2 separate regions of the Mus musculus genome follow, and region 1 is linked to region 2. Evidence: chromatin contacts called from public Hi-C data. All regions are on one chromosome and are shown on one strand. The core of a region is the stretch at or near the end of the contact, and the rest is flanking DNA. Distances in the headings are between cores, read along the strand shown. Region 1 overlaps Unc80 (unc-80, NALCN activator). Region 2 has its middle 71 kb from the start of Gm51629.

Region 1 (7,226 bases), core at 3,637-6,136, 460 kb before region 2:
AGAATAAGTGTTCTAAGAAAAACTTCCTTTGGCTCATGACAGAGCCAGAGAAAGCAACCAAAAAAGTTAACCAGTGAAATGTGCTGTTTAAGAAATGGCTAGACTCTTCACTAGTGATCAGAGAATGGAACAGAAAGACAGTCATTAAATCAACCTCAGCTCCATCAGATATATGAAAAGCAACGTCCACGATGTAGATTCTCTTTATTACGTCTACTCTTCCTAGAGATCGAGAAGCAAAAGCAGTTTCATGAGTCAAAAGACTTAAAATCTTAAATTTTGGAAAAATCTAAATATTGAGATAAATCTGGGTGGGGGTTAAGTTATAGGGCTTGTGAATAATGAGAAATGAAATACCCGCAAAGCTCACTGGCAGGCAGGAAGACATAACCTACACTCTCTCCCTCTTCCCTAGAGACACAGACCATGCTCTGTTGTGCCAACAGACTTGAGGTCCTGGCTCTAGCACTTCATTGCTGTGTGATCTTGGACAAGCCTCTTAACCATGTAGCTTCCATTTCATCCCTGGAAAATGTCTGGGGAGGATGATAAGGTGTACAAGATAATCCCCGACTCCACATTGCTTTTCTAGTAAGATAAAATGATGCACAGGAAAGCGTTCTGTGTCTGGTTGTGAGTCTGAGCCCTTCCGGGGCTGCTTGAGCATCTTTCTAGCCTGAAAAGAGCTTTGTGAAGTGGGAAGTGCACTGCATGCCAGAAGTGCATTTATTTTCCTCTAGCAATATGATATAAAGCAAGGCTATTTACTGTGAGCATTCTTAAGGTTTGGGTTTGATTTTATGGTTCTCTGACTCTGAGTGGGACAAATGTCCACAAGTTCCTTCAACTCTCTCTTGAGTTTGCTCATTTATAATATGAGCTACTTGTGCTAGGCATAAGGGCACATACCCATAATTTTAAAATGATGTGGAGGTTGAAGGTCAGTCTGACCTTTACAGTGAGATCCTGTCTCAAAAACAACAGCAATTAATAAAACTGCCACCAAACCAAAAGCCAATTAAATTTTATTAATAAAATGTGATATAATAAATAAAATAGCCAATGAAAATGTGACATAACTCTACAATAAATGCTAGTTACTGTGACCATTAGCTTTCGACAAACCTTTTTAGCCTACTGGCTATATAAAATTTATTCTTCATTCTTAAATGTATTTCACCCTGATTCAAAATTTAAACATCACATTTATATTTTACATTGTTGAAGAGTTCTACTTTATTCTCCCCACCAAAATGGTTTTCTTGTTAATAGTCATAAGCTGTCAGCAAACTCAACAGTGTGCATGTGGTGTGTGTGTGTGTGTGTGTGTATGTTATGTGAGTATGTATATTATTGTTTTTTTTTAAACAGCAATTCTTTTGTCTTAGCATCCTCATAAAAATATCTGAGAATTATTCTCCTTTGCTTTTATGGCTCCGTGACTTGAAAGTTCTGTTTTTCTCACCAATATTTTTAGGGGAGGGGTAAGGGGTTCTGTTCAATATATTTCTCTAAGACCTTTGAAGGTAGAGATGGCTAGTGCTTCTAGGCCTTTTCTATACTCCTTCCTTCTTATAGACCTGTCTCTTCCTGGGCAGCCACAGTTTCAGCTGGTACATGCATCAGCATACCTGTGTCTTATGAGTACTATAAATGTCACCAGTTACTGTTCACCTAGACTCCATAACTACTTTAATTTCTTTATTTACAGGCTAGAGATGAATCTAGAACCTTGTACACACTAAGCAAGTGCTTAGCCAGTGACTCATCCTTAAGCCTTGAGGTTTCTTTTTGTCAGGGTATCACATATCTCAGGCTAGAATAGAGCACAATTGTGTACCCCAAAGTAGCCTCAAACCTAGGATCCTCCTGCCTCCACCTCCTGGATATTGGAACTATAGGTATACATTACCACCAAAGTCAGGAGTTCCCAAGACAACTGATAGCATATTAAACTGGTCAACAGTTTTATATAACTTGTTGGCTTAACGAGCAGTTGTCTCCAGTTATTTTGGTAAGTCCATACCTGCGGTAACATAGTCTAGAATCAACCCTGAGTTCCACTCAGCTGTCTAATGCTATAAGCAAGTATTGCTCCTTTGTAAACTGTAAAACTCATAGCCTCAAGCTTTCTAAGCACACCAGATGTATTTTCACATTCATGTCATCTTGCCTAGACTATTACCTCTAGGATAGCTATGTGTGTATACATTTTATTTATTTGCTTGTTTTTCGAGTCAGGGTCTCACATAGCCCTGGCAAACCTTGAACTCACTATGTAGCCAGGGATGACTTTGAATTTCTATTCCTCTTGATTTCCCATTCAGAGTGGAGGTGGGACAAGCATGTGGTACTGAGGACCCAACCCAGGGATTTGTGCATATTAGTCAAGCATCCTACCAGCTGAAGTACACCAAGCCCAAAGTATTCTGTTATAGTCCTAGAGCAATAATACCCTGAAAGAGATCTGATGATCTTGTATAAACACACAGTACAGTTTGAAGAAAGCTGTGAAAACATTCCTCAGATACACACGTCTATTTACAGGTCTAGAAACTTCCATCATCCTGACATACAATTGAAGGTGCCTTTTTCTCTGTTTCAACACTGTAGTCACTACTGGCCACAGGCGCCAGGTCCCAGGGAGAGTTTCTTTACCTGCTGCCCCAGCCATGTGCTCATCCATACTGAGTAGCAGTTCCCAGGCAGCTGGCTGGATGTCTCCATACATCTCCTCTGTCAGAATCGGAGCAGCCTTGATGAGCAGAGACAAGGGAGCAGGTGACAAGCTCATCACCTGGGGAGAGATGCAAATCATCTTTCAACATCTTCTGAGACAACAGTTACCTCTTGAAACTCAAGAACCACCTCACTTTTTTGATTCCCCTGGGTGACCTTAAAATATTTCTTATAATGGGAGTGGATTTAGGCATCATGGCAGGTAGACCTTATACTTTATTAGTTGACACAAGTCAGAAAGAAATATTGATCTTGTAACATTTTCATCACAAAAACAATTTTAAAATTCCTCAAAAAATTAACCATGGAGTATAATTTTTTCTGCAGAAAAGAAAACAGTCCACAATCATGGACTGGTCCTTAAAGTTCTGGTAAATTTTTTAAAGTTTTTTTTCTTCTTTTTTTTTCTCTATGTTAGCAGATTTCCACTGAAAACCACATGGGGTCTGTAACTTGCAAAGGATTCTATTTATAAATGTAATCTCTGAAGGCAGCATGAACTTGGATGACATTTTCCTTTGAAATAATATTAATACATTAAATAATAATTGAAATAATAATAATAACACATCATGGCTATGGCCCCAGATCAACTCACAAAGTTCTACTTAATTCATTATTTCTGATAATTTGAGTTATATATGAGGGTGACGAATAAGTCATCACTATAAACATTCTAGAAAAACATGAAAAGCCCCTCCTCCCCAGAAGGAAATAGGATGACTTCAAGCTTAGTTTGCAGGAACAGTAGAAGAGTGTGCCAATATCTGGATAAGTAGGCCAGTGTACAATTTTATTTAATCCATACAATAATCTTTTGAGATAGGTATATTTCTATAATCTTCTTTTCATAGATGAGATAACAAAGAAGGCAAATGAAAGTTCTTGTCCAAGTCTCAGAGAAGCAGACTCAGCTTATGAATCTAGATAGTCTAATTTAGGGTAGCCATTACATGCCAGTGGGAAATTAGCGTCACTGGAGACAGCAGAGTGGGTGAGATACAGTCCGCCCAAACTTGTAGGCCTCATTCTGTGGCAAATGACTGCCCAGCAAGAAGGATTTTTCTCCCCTTGCACACCAGTTAAGGGGGTGGGCATTCACGGCGACTCAGTGCCAGCTTCCATTTTTGTCTCACCAGCACTCATGAGCAGGGTGTACAGGGGCTCTTTCCTGTCAGTGCCCCATGCGTGGTTCTGATCGGGGAGCCAGTACCTGAAACCTGATGTACTTCAGCATTCCCGAGTCCTTTTTTCCTTCCAGGTTGACATCCGAAACTCTCTTCTTCAGGGAAGGTGTCCTCAGGCATGACTTATCTGAGCACTAAGAGAAGGTGACATGTGTATTGAAAGTACTGTTACAAAGCCACAGGGCTTTATGTCCCTCCCCCATCTCTCTACGGTACTATTCTCTCATTGAAAGTATAATTTTAAGTTTTGTTTTTTTTTTAAGACAGGCTCAAAGTTTCTGAAAATTATTGGTTTTGTTGAGAAAAGAGGGATTAGATATGATAACTAAGAAGTCTCTCCTTTACCTTTAAAGAAACAAGGACACAGAGGTGGACTGATCTGACCAAGTTGCAAAGCTTAGTTCTCGAACATGGGAGCAATAAAGATTTCTGATTTTTCATTTAAGGTTTGGTTATGTTGTGTCAAGTGGTTAAAACAAAACAAATTTAAATAAATGTTAATGCAGATCCAACACACTCTATTCCAAGGTACACGCTGAGGCATGAGGTCAGGGAAGACCTCAAAGGAAGTATTTCAAGTGTTAAGATGGAAAGGGGCAAACAGGGCTGTGGGGGAGGGGTAAATTGAGAGTACCCATCATATCAACATAAATTATACAGGTAAAGTGGCTTCTTGGAAAAAAAAGTATATAAAACAATAGCTTTCCTGTCAACTATGCCTTCAACCTGGCTTCAGAACAGGCTGTTTTGTTTACCCAAACAAAGATAAGACAATGCCTTCATCTTACTCCCAAGGTAACAAAGCCTGGAAGGGTTGGCACAGTTTGGAGAAGAGTTGGTCCTTCCTTATTTATTCATTCCTATTTCTGATTGCTTCCTGTTTTTCTGCATTCCAGCCTGTGCAGGCTCACACAGAACAAAGCTCATTTGTTTCACCAGGGTCATGCCAACGAAATGCTTTCTTCCTCTATGCCAAAGGAAAAACTAAACGTCTTAAGAATTTTTGGCAGAGCTTCACAGTGTAAGATGAAGATATTCTGAAAGAAAAAGCAAATCTACAAGCATCCCCATGACTCAAGAAACTCTCTTGAAACTCTGACAAAAAAAAAAAAAAAAATCCAAGACAATGAATGAATCTGTTCTGGGGCTGGTATGGGACCATCTTTTAAAATGAACTTATATTTAAAAAAGAGGTCAGAGCTCTAGCTCGTTTTTTTAAAGAAAAAGAATAAAAACTGTGGAAGTACATGCTTGGCAACATAAAACACTTGGGAATTATGCTGTATAAATAAATTATATATATCCCAATCATGAAAACCTTTAAAAATCATTTATAGCAATAGCTTCCCACAAAGATGTAGAGGTGTGTCTTCAGAAAAGACTTGTGGTATTTAAAAATTCCTTTGTGCTGTGCGTTTTTAACTCAGAAAATAATACACAAGCCTATCAGAGAATCTGTAAAAGACAGAAACTATAAAGAAAGCAGAAAATACCCATATTCCCAATTTAATAAGAGTAATTACTGGGTTCTGTTTAGTCTTCCTCCCTTGATGCATCTTAGCACATGATTGTAAATAATCATTTCACTGTGATTTTTATGCTAAGTATTTTCTGGGGGGCAGGTGGGTCATGATTTTAGACTTTTATAAGTGTATCCCTTTGTCCTCTGACTAGCCATTGTATCCTTTATGATAAATTGTAAATACTTCTTCTCCATTAAATTATAGGACACAGCAGTGTCCAGTTCAACGATAGAAACACTGAGTGCTGATATTAAAGCCAATGTGCTAGAAACCACAGAGTAGTGTTTTCTTCTGTCTGCTGTCTCCCCTGGGAAGAGTACAAGCTTGCATGTGGACTGAAGAAGCATGGTGGCTTCCAGGACACCTAGAGTGTGGCTTTCTCATCAGGGCCACATGCTGGTCACAGAATTTGGACGACTTTATTAGAGTCAGGCAGTAGATACCAGAGATGGAAACATGTGTAAGAGAGGCTTGGTGTATTTTGGGAGAATCCTGAAGTACCTATATGGTGTGATTTTTGACTCAGACAAAACTATGATGAAATGTTTTTTGGGTTTTTGTTTTTAAAATGAACCTCAAGACAAAAAAAAAAATCTATGCATTAAATAGAATGCTGCATTGTTTTCCATGGCATCTAGAAGTGGTTTCTGCAGTTTTGGATCTCACTGGACTACATAAATGGTTAGAGTTAGACATCAAGCAAGAATCTGTAGAGAAATCTGAGCTGAATAAACAAAGACAAAGAACAGAGCCCATCTCTATAGAGAACTACAGTTCAGCTGTTTGCTTTGGGATGGACACGAGCATACTGTTGTGCAGCAGAGCAACTGTGATCACATGCAGGAGATGACCTGTTGACATTTCCACCAGGAGAGAGAGTAGACCCTCATGAGGTTCTCTACAGACTCTTATGAAATATCTTGAGATTATAGGAGAGAGAATTCTGTTGCCCAGGAGACTTCCTAGTGATATAGCTGGCTAAGAGTATATAACTCAACGGTTCACCAAGCTGGGCTTGAATGGAATCCTTTCTTTGGTGTGCTGGCTACTTCTCTATACAGAGTGAATAGGTTTTTGTTGTTTTCAGGAAAGTTTATGTAGCAAGGACTTTATCCACTCCTGATGTGCTTCTACCACGGCACCTGAGTCAAAAGACACAGCCATAAGGGCTTAAGATCGCTCAGGGATACCGGGGAAGGCCAACTAGTGCTGTGCCTGTGTGTGTGTGTGTATGTGTGTGTGTGCATGATATGTATATTAATGTATCTTTCAAAATCATCCATACTTGATTGCTCTAGATTACATTTGCTATGCAAAACCAGCCTGGACTGGCCAAGGAATCCTCACTTATGGGATTTGGCTTAAACAGAGGGTCGGACACCAATAAGTTACTCTATTATAGTGAGAAAAGTTAGGTGCTAGAAAGAGTGTTACCACCTTGGAATTTTCAGCCTAAAGCATAACATGTACAAAGCAAGAGGAGATGGCTACAGGACAGAGTAGTTAACAGAGATGATGCAGAGAGGGGTAGAGATGAGGAGCTGCCAGATGGCAGCTTTGGTGATGTATTCCTTGGGGGTTGGCTGTTTCTAACTCTGTCCCTGGCTTCAGTGAATTTGTCTGAGTGGAATTCTGTTCTTTGTATTAAATGATTATTGATTGCAGAGAAATAATATTTAACTATTTAAAGTAATGTTGCTACTTATTCTTTGAATAATCCAAGAGTATGTATTATGTAACCATATGCTACGGGCTGAGCTAACATCTGCAGTTATGC
Region 2 (6,847 bases), core at 1,611-4,110:
CATTTACCAGTTTAAAACCTCAAGCTTTTATTTTTGATATTATTTGATATTATTAGATGTTACCTTAGAATAAATTTTATTATGTTGAGAAAACTGGAACTAACTCTTAATCAACACTTAACATGTTGTACAGGATGAGTGAATTTTTGTATTATAAGCCCAGCAGTGTTTTTATTACACACTCTGTAGATTTTATCCTTTCAGGGGAATATTTTAGAGTTAAAATTACAGTCCTGATGTTTCTATAGGTTGAAATAATGAGATTGTTGGAGGGTGACTTTCAGCTGTCAAATCCAATGAAATTTGCTTCTTAGGGTAAAGCTGGTCTGTAGAGTGAAAAAGGAAGAATTTGAAATGAATATCTCAGACAAGACTGTAAAAGAGTAGAGAAGAACTACATATAAGAGTTGTTTCAGTTACTAGATTGAACTTATTTTAAGAGGCAATTACTGAACCTTTTCTTGATTGACATGCCATTTAATTCAAGTTTGTGATGTTAAGAATCAAATTCAGAGAGCTGGAGAGGTGGCTCTGCCATTAAGAGTACTACTGGCTAGTCTTTCCAGTGGTTCTGAGCTCAATTCCCAGCAACCACATAGTGGCTCATAATAATGGGACCTGATGCTCTTTTCTGTCATGCACTATGTATGCACACAGAACATGCATATATAAATATAATTTTTTAAACAATAAAATTGAGGTTTAAGCAATCACCTCAGTACCTCAGAGATGGATTTAGGATGTCACCAGATCTCTTTATTCCCCTTTCCAACTTGTCCACTTTGAATACATCTCCCTTTTTTTCCCCTATAAAATAAATAAATAAGGAAATAATCACATAGAGTACTGTCGCTACTATTCAAAAGAATGACCATTGTCGTCTTGCCATCACAATGAATGGCTATTTTTTAATGAAGATCTTTGAGGTGAAAGGACATGAACTTTTCATACTGTACTTGAGCACCAAGTTTATCAATGAACATCCATGTTTGTTTCTAAATGTGGAAACAACCCAGCTGTAGTACTACATCTGCATGAAAATATAAGTAGCCGTGAAATTTACATACCAAGATCAAAGTTTTCAAGCATCAAATCATGGATTAAATTTCATTGACTACTTATCAACTTATGTTTCTTTAAACATATCAGCCTTAATTTAAATGTCTATTTATATCAGTTACATTTGTACTTCTCCCTTTGATGTGCTGTATAGCAATTTCCTGAGAATTGAAGTATTCCATTCTGGAAGGCAGCTCTTTAAGACTTAGGAACTTTTAAATGGAGGCTTTTCAAAAGTAAACAAACAAGTCTCAGGAAGTCCCTGAAGCTTACGAAATGCACTAGGCTTCTCTATTCCCTCCTAAGGTTATGTAATTAGTAAGGATTACTAAAGAGATGCATTTATTCAGTCTGTCTAGCTGCCTATAAGTTTTGCAGACAGTTTCGAGATTCCAGCTTTCATAAATCATTACCATAGCTTTGGGTGAGGAACTGCCTTTAAGTCATCTGAACGATAGTAGTTAATACCCGACCCTTACTTCTATTAAGTAACTCCTAAAAAACATACTGGTATACGAAGTTGGACTGTGATGGTATCACTACATTGGTCTGTCATCTGTGGTGAGTTGTTGTTTATCTATGTCTCCCTAAAAATAGAGTAACACAACAAACATTTAAATTCATATGATTCGCACTGAGAATCACAGGTATTCACGTAATGCTTAATCTCTTCTACATAGGCTTATACAAAGTCATCCTCCACCAAGGACTTAGACACACCGAACAAAGGTCAATTTTTTTGACTCAAGTTGATGTTAATTTTCTGTAGAAGGCAATATCATAAGAAATACTCACGAGTCCAGGTTTGAGAGATTGTTCAATGATTAAGAGCACTAGGTGCTATTCCAGAGGACCCAGGTTCAAATCCCAGTACCTATATGGTACCTTACAACTGCCATGTAATTCTAGTTCCAGAGTATCCAGTGCCCGTTCTGGATTCAGCATGCACATTTGATACAGGTAGACATACAAGCAAAACACCCATATACATAAAGATATACAAAAGAATATTTAAAATTAATCTACAACATTTCAACATTTTTCAAATAATTATTTAGCTGTATAGAACCCAAACACTTCACATTAGTTAATACATAAAATTAATATTTCATTAATTAAAAGTTAAAATAATTATAAACAGTGTCATGTAAGTCCTTTGTTAAAAAAATTAACATAACCCATTCTCTATTTTTATGAGCATATAGTGTAAATTAATGCTTTGTTCAATGCAATGTAAAAAGTAATTTGAGCATTCAAGGCTCTGGGCGCTATGCAATATTGAAAGATAAACCAAATTTCCAGGCAAGCTTCAGAGGAAAATGGATTTCTTTAAACTATGTACTTTCCTCAGATCTTCTCTTAATAGTTGCCTTCATCAAATAAACACAGAATCCAGAAGCCAATTGGCAGTCGACATGTGAAATGCACACAGAATGTTTTAAATGACAAATGGAATATATGAATTCTGTAAGTCTGGTCTTTCAGAGCAATGAGTAAGTTACTCAGAATTTAAAATTATTTTTATTGTGAGTAAGTTAGCATAAGAGTTGTTTTCTGGCTGCTAATGTGTTAACTCCAGCAAAGTCTGTGTGAGGATTTTTTTTCTGTGCCATGTACCAAAAACATATTGTTCTCTAGCATTCTTTCCTTTACACAGATATTTCTTTAACCTTGGCATTCCTAAGTCTAGTTATTTTTTTCAACATTATCAGACATTGGAAAACTAAAAAATGTTCTAGCTTGAATTCTCCTCCCATATGTGGTATAAGAATGTGGTTGTCCTTATATCTCTGCTCAAACCTTTTATGAATATTATTCCTAGCTAGGTCATTATCTGCAGTATGGTTTTAGGTTTCCTTGACAACCACAGGATCTTAGAATTTCTCAGTATCTTTTTTTTCTCCCACTTGTCACATTTTACATTTTTGTTCTTATAATTAATCTTTCAAGTAGCTTCACTTTATCTTTATTTTCATGCTTTCCAAGTTAATTGCCCACATTTTCATATATATTATATATCCCATCTCTTTGATGGTATTAATTCATTTCACTCTCATGGTAAGAAGTGAACTGATCTGAACTACAAATGCGTAGGTTCCTCAAATGTGTTCGTTCTCAAGCCAAATAATTTATAATAAAACTGGAAATTCAGAAACTGAGATTGTTGCAGATGTCAAAATTTATATTATTTTGCTTGTTCTTAGATGTAAATATGAAATTTCAGTACCTGGTATAGCTTATATGCACTTTGCTTTTAAAAGATGTATATTGTTGTTGGTATTAATGTCAAATTGCCACAGATTAAAATCATATGAGTAGAGAGTCAAACCTGAGGAAGTGTCCTGGTTGATGGAGAAAGACCTCTTCCCCCATTGTGGGCTACACTTTCTAATAGCTGCTTAGATTTTAAAATGGTATTTGAGAAAGACCAAAGTATTGCACCTTTTGCCAGAGTTCCCTCCCTTCTCTCCTGCCACTCGGCAGATTCACCCAAGTGCTATTGCTTCCTTCACTTAGAGTAGAACCAGAATTTCTCGAGTTTTCATTGTGGACAAAGGACCCATGGCTCTCTGGAAACCTTCAGGAATTCAGGCAGGTTGGATCCAGTACCTATTCTGTGAACTAACGTTACCCATTGAGAGACCACACCCAGCCTCGAAGACTAAGGCACTACGTGGTTCTTGAAATCTATGGTGTGGTTTAAATTCTCTTGGTTCTGTTCCTCAGGGGAATCCTCACTAAAACAATGTATATTATTAAGTTTTAAAATTATGTGCACATGAGTACAGATGCTCTGAGGCCAAAGATTTCCCTGGAACTGGAATTAGGTGGTTGTCCCCTCGTAATAGCGCCACCGAAGTTTGTTCCCTACAAGAATAGAAAGTACTCAACTGTTTGGCTATTTCTCCAGCCCCTTATGTGTACATCTTGTCATTGAGATGCTGTTTCTATCAAAGTTACACAGTAGAGCATTCAAATAATGAGTTTTAGAATTGGGAAAAAGTCCTGAAATTGAACCTGTGTTATCTTTTTACTAGTCATTGATGTTTTTCATAAATTTACTTATGTTTGAATGTAAAGTCCTTCTTGAAGTGCTTAGAACTGTTTGAAATCATGTAAATAGCTAAGAGGCTTTAACTGAACTAGTTCTCCTAGACATGTTAGAAAAGTTGTTTCCTCTATTTTGAGTACTTTTATCTCACCTTTTTACATTTGATTTCTCAACTTCATTTTATAGCATTTTATAGGAAAAAAAATCAATATTCCATCCTTCTCTCTTTTGACTCAATAAGCCCTAAATTGTTTATTTTTCCCTTTCCCTTTTTGGACTTTAAATGTTTCATTTAGGTAAAGGCAAAGTAGGGGGCTATGAAGTAGGGGCTACGTACAACTTCTGAAATGGGATGTTGACATAAATACTTCATACACAGATTTTTTTTATTAGTTAACCCTTGGTCTTTTTGTTTGTTTTTTTTTTCTTGCACTTAAAATTTTGTATATTTTACCCAACTATACAAGCAAAGGAATCATGTATTACATCTGAAGCTACTCAAAGACCATTTTATTCCCTGCTATCTTTCTGAATGGGAGGAAGAGAAGAAAGGAAGACAGAGAGGGTAGTTGTAGTTTCCTGTCTTGGATGACATTTTCGATGGCAACATGACTTTACTGTTATGCAATGGAGACATCCTAGCAAGGAGAAATGTGTGTCATTCCAAGGGACCAAATATGTTAAATCTCTTTGCTTTTCAGGCTACTGTTCTTTACCCAGCTTCCATCAAACACACATCACACTGATTCCATTTTTGGACAGTTTTCCTCAGAAACAAATGTATTCATTGTGTTTGAAGTCTTAGTCCTCATAAAGATATAGCGTAGTTTGTGGTGTCTTCTTTTTTCTAATTATACATCAATGCGTAGCATGTGTTACATGTATGCACCGAATTCAGGAGGATTAATCATAGCAGCTCTGTTAGAACTGAAACCTTCCATGTTTGTATTCCTTTGATCTTCGTTGGATAATGCCTATCAGTGTTCTCTTAAAAGAGCTGGTGCCAGGGTTAATTATTTCAGACTTCTCTCCCAAGCATGGAATGTTCTGAAATGCCTAACCTTGGACATATGATAGACAACAGCCTTTCACACTCTGGTCACACACACAGTCAACACTACTCATTTTAATTAAAGTTGTGTCAATAAAGAACATGATTTTGTAACTCTGATTTTTGCCCCTAACATCTCAAGTAAGTGTAAACTTACAGTTTCTCACATGTATATCTTTATGTCACTGGGGAACTATTATTTTTATCCCACATTTTTCTTTCCTGAACTAAATATAAATGATTATTCAGACTAACATGAACGACTAGCTCTTCTGTGTCCTCCTAAGAATCTACAAGAAAAGACAGAAGTGAGAAAGATTTTGTGGAAAGAATGGACATTATAGCCCCAGTAATAAAGAAACAAATTAGAACATAGAGACCATATGTATGAGTTGAATAAATAAAAATTAGCATAACATTATAATGAGGCAATATACCATTAAAATATTTAATAACTAGTTGGTATATAGTTGGCACTTTATACAAAAAAACTCTTAGTTCTATTATTGCTATTCTGTGTGTATGCATACACATGTACATACATATATTTATCTACATGTTTTTGTTGTTTATCTTTTTGATTTTGCAGTGCTTGGCATTAAGCCCAGGGCTTGTCTCCCAGTGCTTCATGACTAAACTACACTGTTCTCCCAAACCCAATCCCAGTGTATCTACTAGGACATAAATCTTTGAAAAGCTGAATAATTTAAGAAGAGTGATACAAGCAGTATCACTTTTGATAGCAAAATTTGATCAGCAGGCTTTCTGATTTCAAAACCAAGTATCATGACCTTTATGTTGTTCTCAAATTTTTAATAGGACTTATAATTTATAATGTATATGATAAGACTGAGAAGAGAAAATAAGCTCACAAAAGAAAAGCTGCATAGTGATTTATTTTGCATTAATTGTTTGCATTTTCATGCTCTACATACCATAACACCTAATAAGAGTGTCCACATTGAAATAAACATTTAAAAGAAATATATAAAATATGAATCTAAAATGATATGCACATCTTCTCTAAGTGTGTTCTTTATAGTCACAATGATGCAGAATACTGTTGCAAACAGATAAGCACTATAATACAGTCAGAGGGCTGCATGCCATGAATGTATTTTTCCACTTCATTTGTGTTCGATACTATAAATATTTATCATTCTTATTGGCTATGTCCCCATTTTATGCCAGCCAATTAGACGCCTCTTTGGATGTACATCAAGAACAGTTTCTACTTAGAAACAAAAAATAATCCCCTTTCCAGAGTTGTTTTCTGTCAATAATAACTGGACTCAAAGTCAGTGTTTCCTTCACAAATCTACCATATCTTTCAAAGACATTTTAGAAGTTTAATCCAACCATTTTCAAATGCCTGTTATATTTTTACTAGACATTCTCACATGTATTTGTTTCATTGAGATCTCTTGAACAGAAGAGAATAGAAATTATCTAAAGTATCTATTTCTTTCTTTGGTATTGTTTAATATTTTGATTATGCCAATACCTTCATAGAATTTAAAATCCATAACAGGCTGGATGTGAGTAAGAAGACATAATAATACACAAAAGCAATAAATGTGATTTCTTGTTCTGTCTATTTTGACTACTTATGGTTAGTGTTTCATACCACAAATCAGTTACTTTATAATAAAGTAACTCATGTGGAAGTAACTATGAAAAATGCA

Evidence for each region. Hi-C and Micro-C count contacts between places; a contact is called where the count stands out from the background.
Region 1: a Hi-C map of Sertoli cells shows a contact between it and region 2, with 2.5 times the contacts expected there. The contact joins two enhancer-like sites. A contact is called at or near these places in 12 of 39 promoter capture datasets (the 3T3-L1 cell line, the C10 cell line, the HPC-7 cell line and 7 more) and 1 of 484 Hi-C or Micro-C datasets (Sertoli cells).

Annotation. Positions count from the first base shown.
Region 1 is chr1:66,614,996-66,622,221 of GRCm38.p6, reverse strand. It overlaps Unc80 (unc-80, NALCN activator), which reads right to left. Exons shown (of 65, transcript NM_001368824.1): 30 at 3,953-4,060; 31 at 2,659-2,797. Among named protein-coding and RNA genes, the nearest start is that of Gm39655, 35 kb to the left of the region's middle. Within about 2 kb of position 4,886, at least 23 of the 459 cell types and tissues checked have an H3K27ac peak or open chromatin away from gene starts, as enhancers often do. A contact at or near this core is called in Sertoli cells, where this site is marked.
Region 2 is chr1:66,156,739-66,163,585 of GRCm38.p6, reverse strand. No RefSeq gene overlaps it. Among named protein-coding and RNA genes, the nearest start is that of Gm51629, 71 kb to the left of the region's middle. Within about 2 kb of position 2,860, at least 6 of the 459 cell types and tissues checked have an H3K27ac peak or open chromatin away from gene starts, as enhancers often do. A contact at or near this core is called in Sertoli cells, where this site is marked.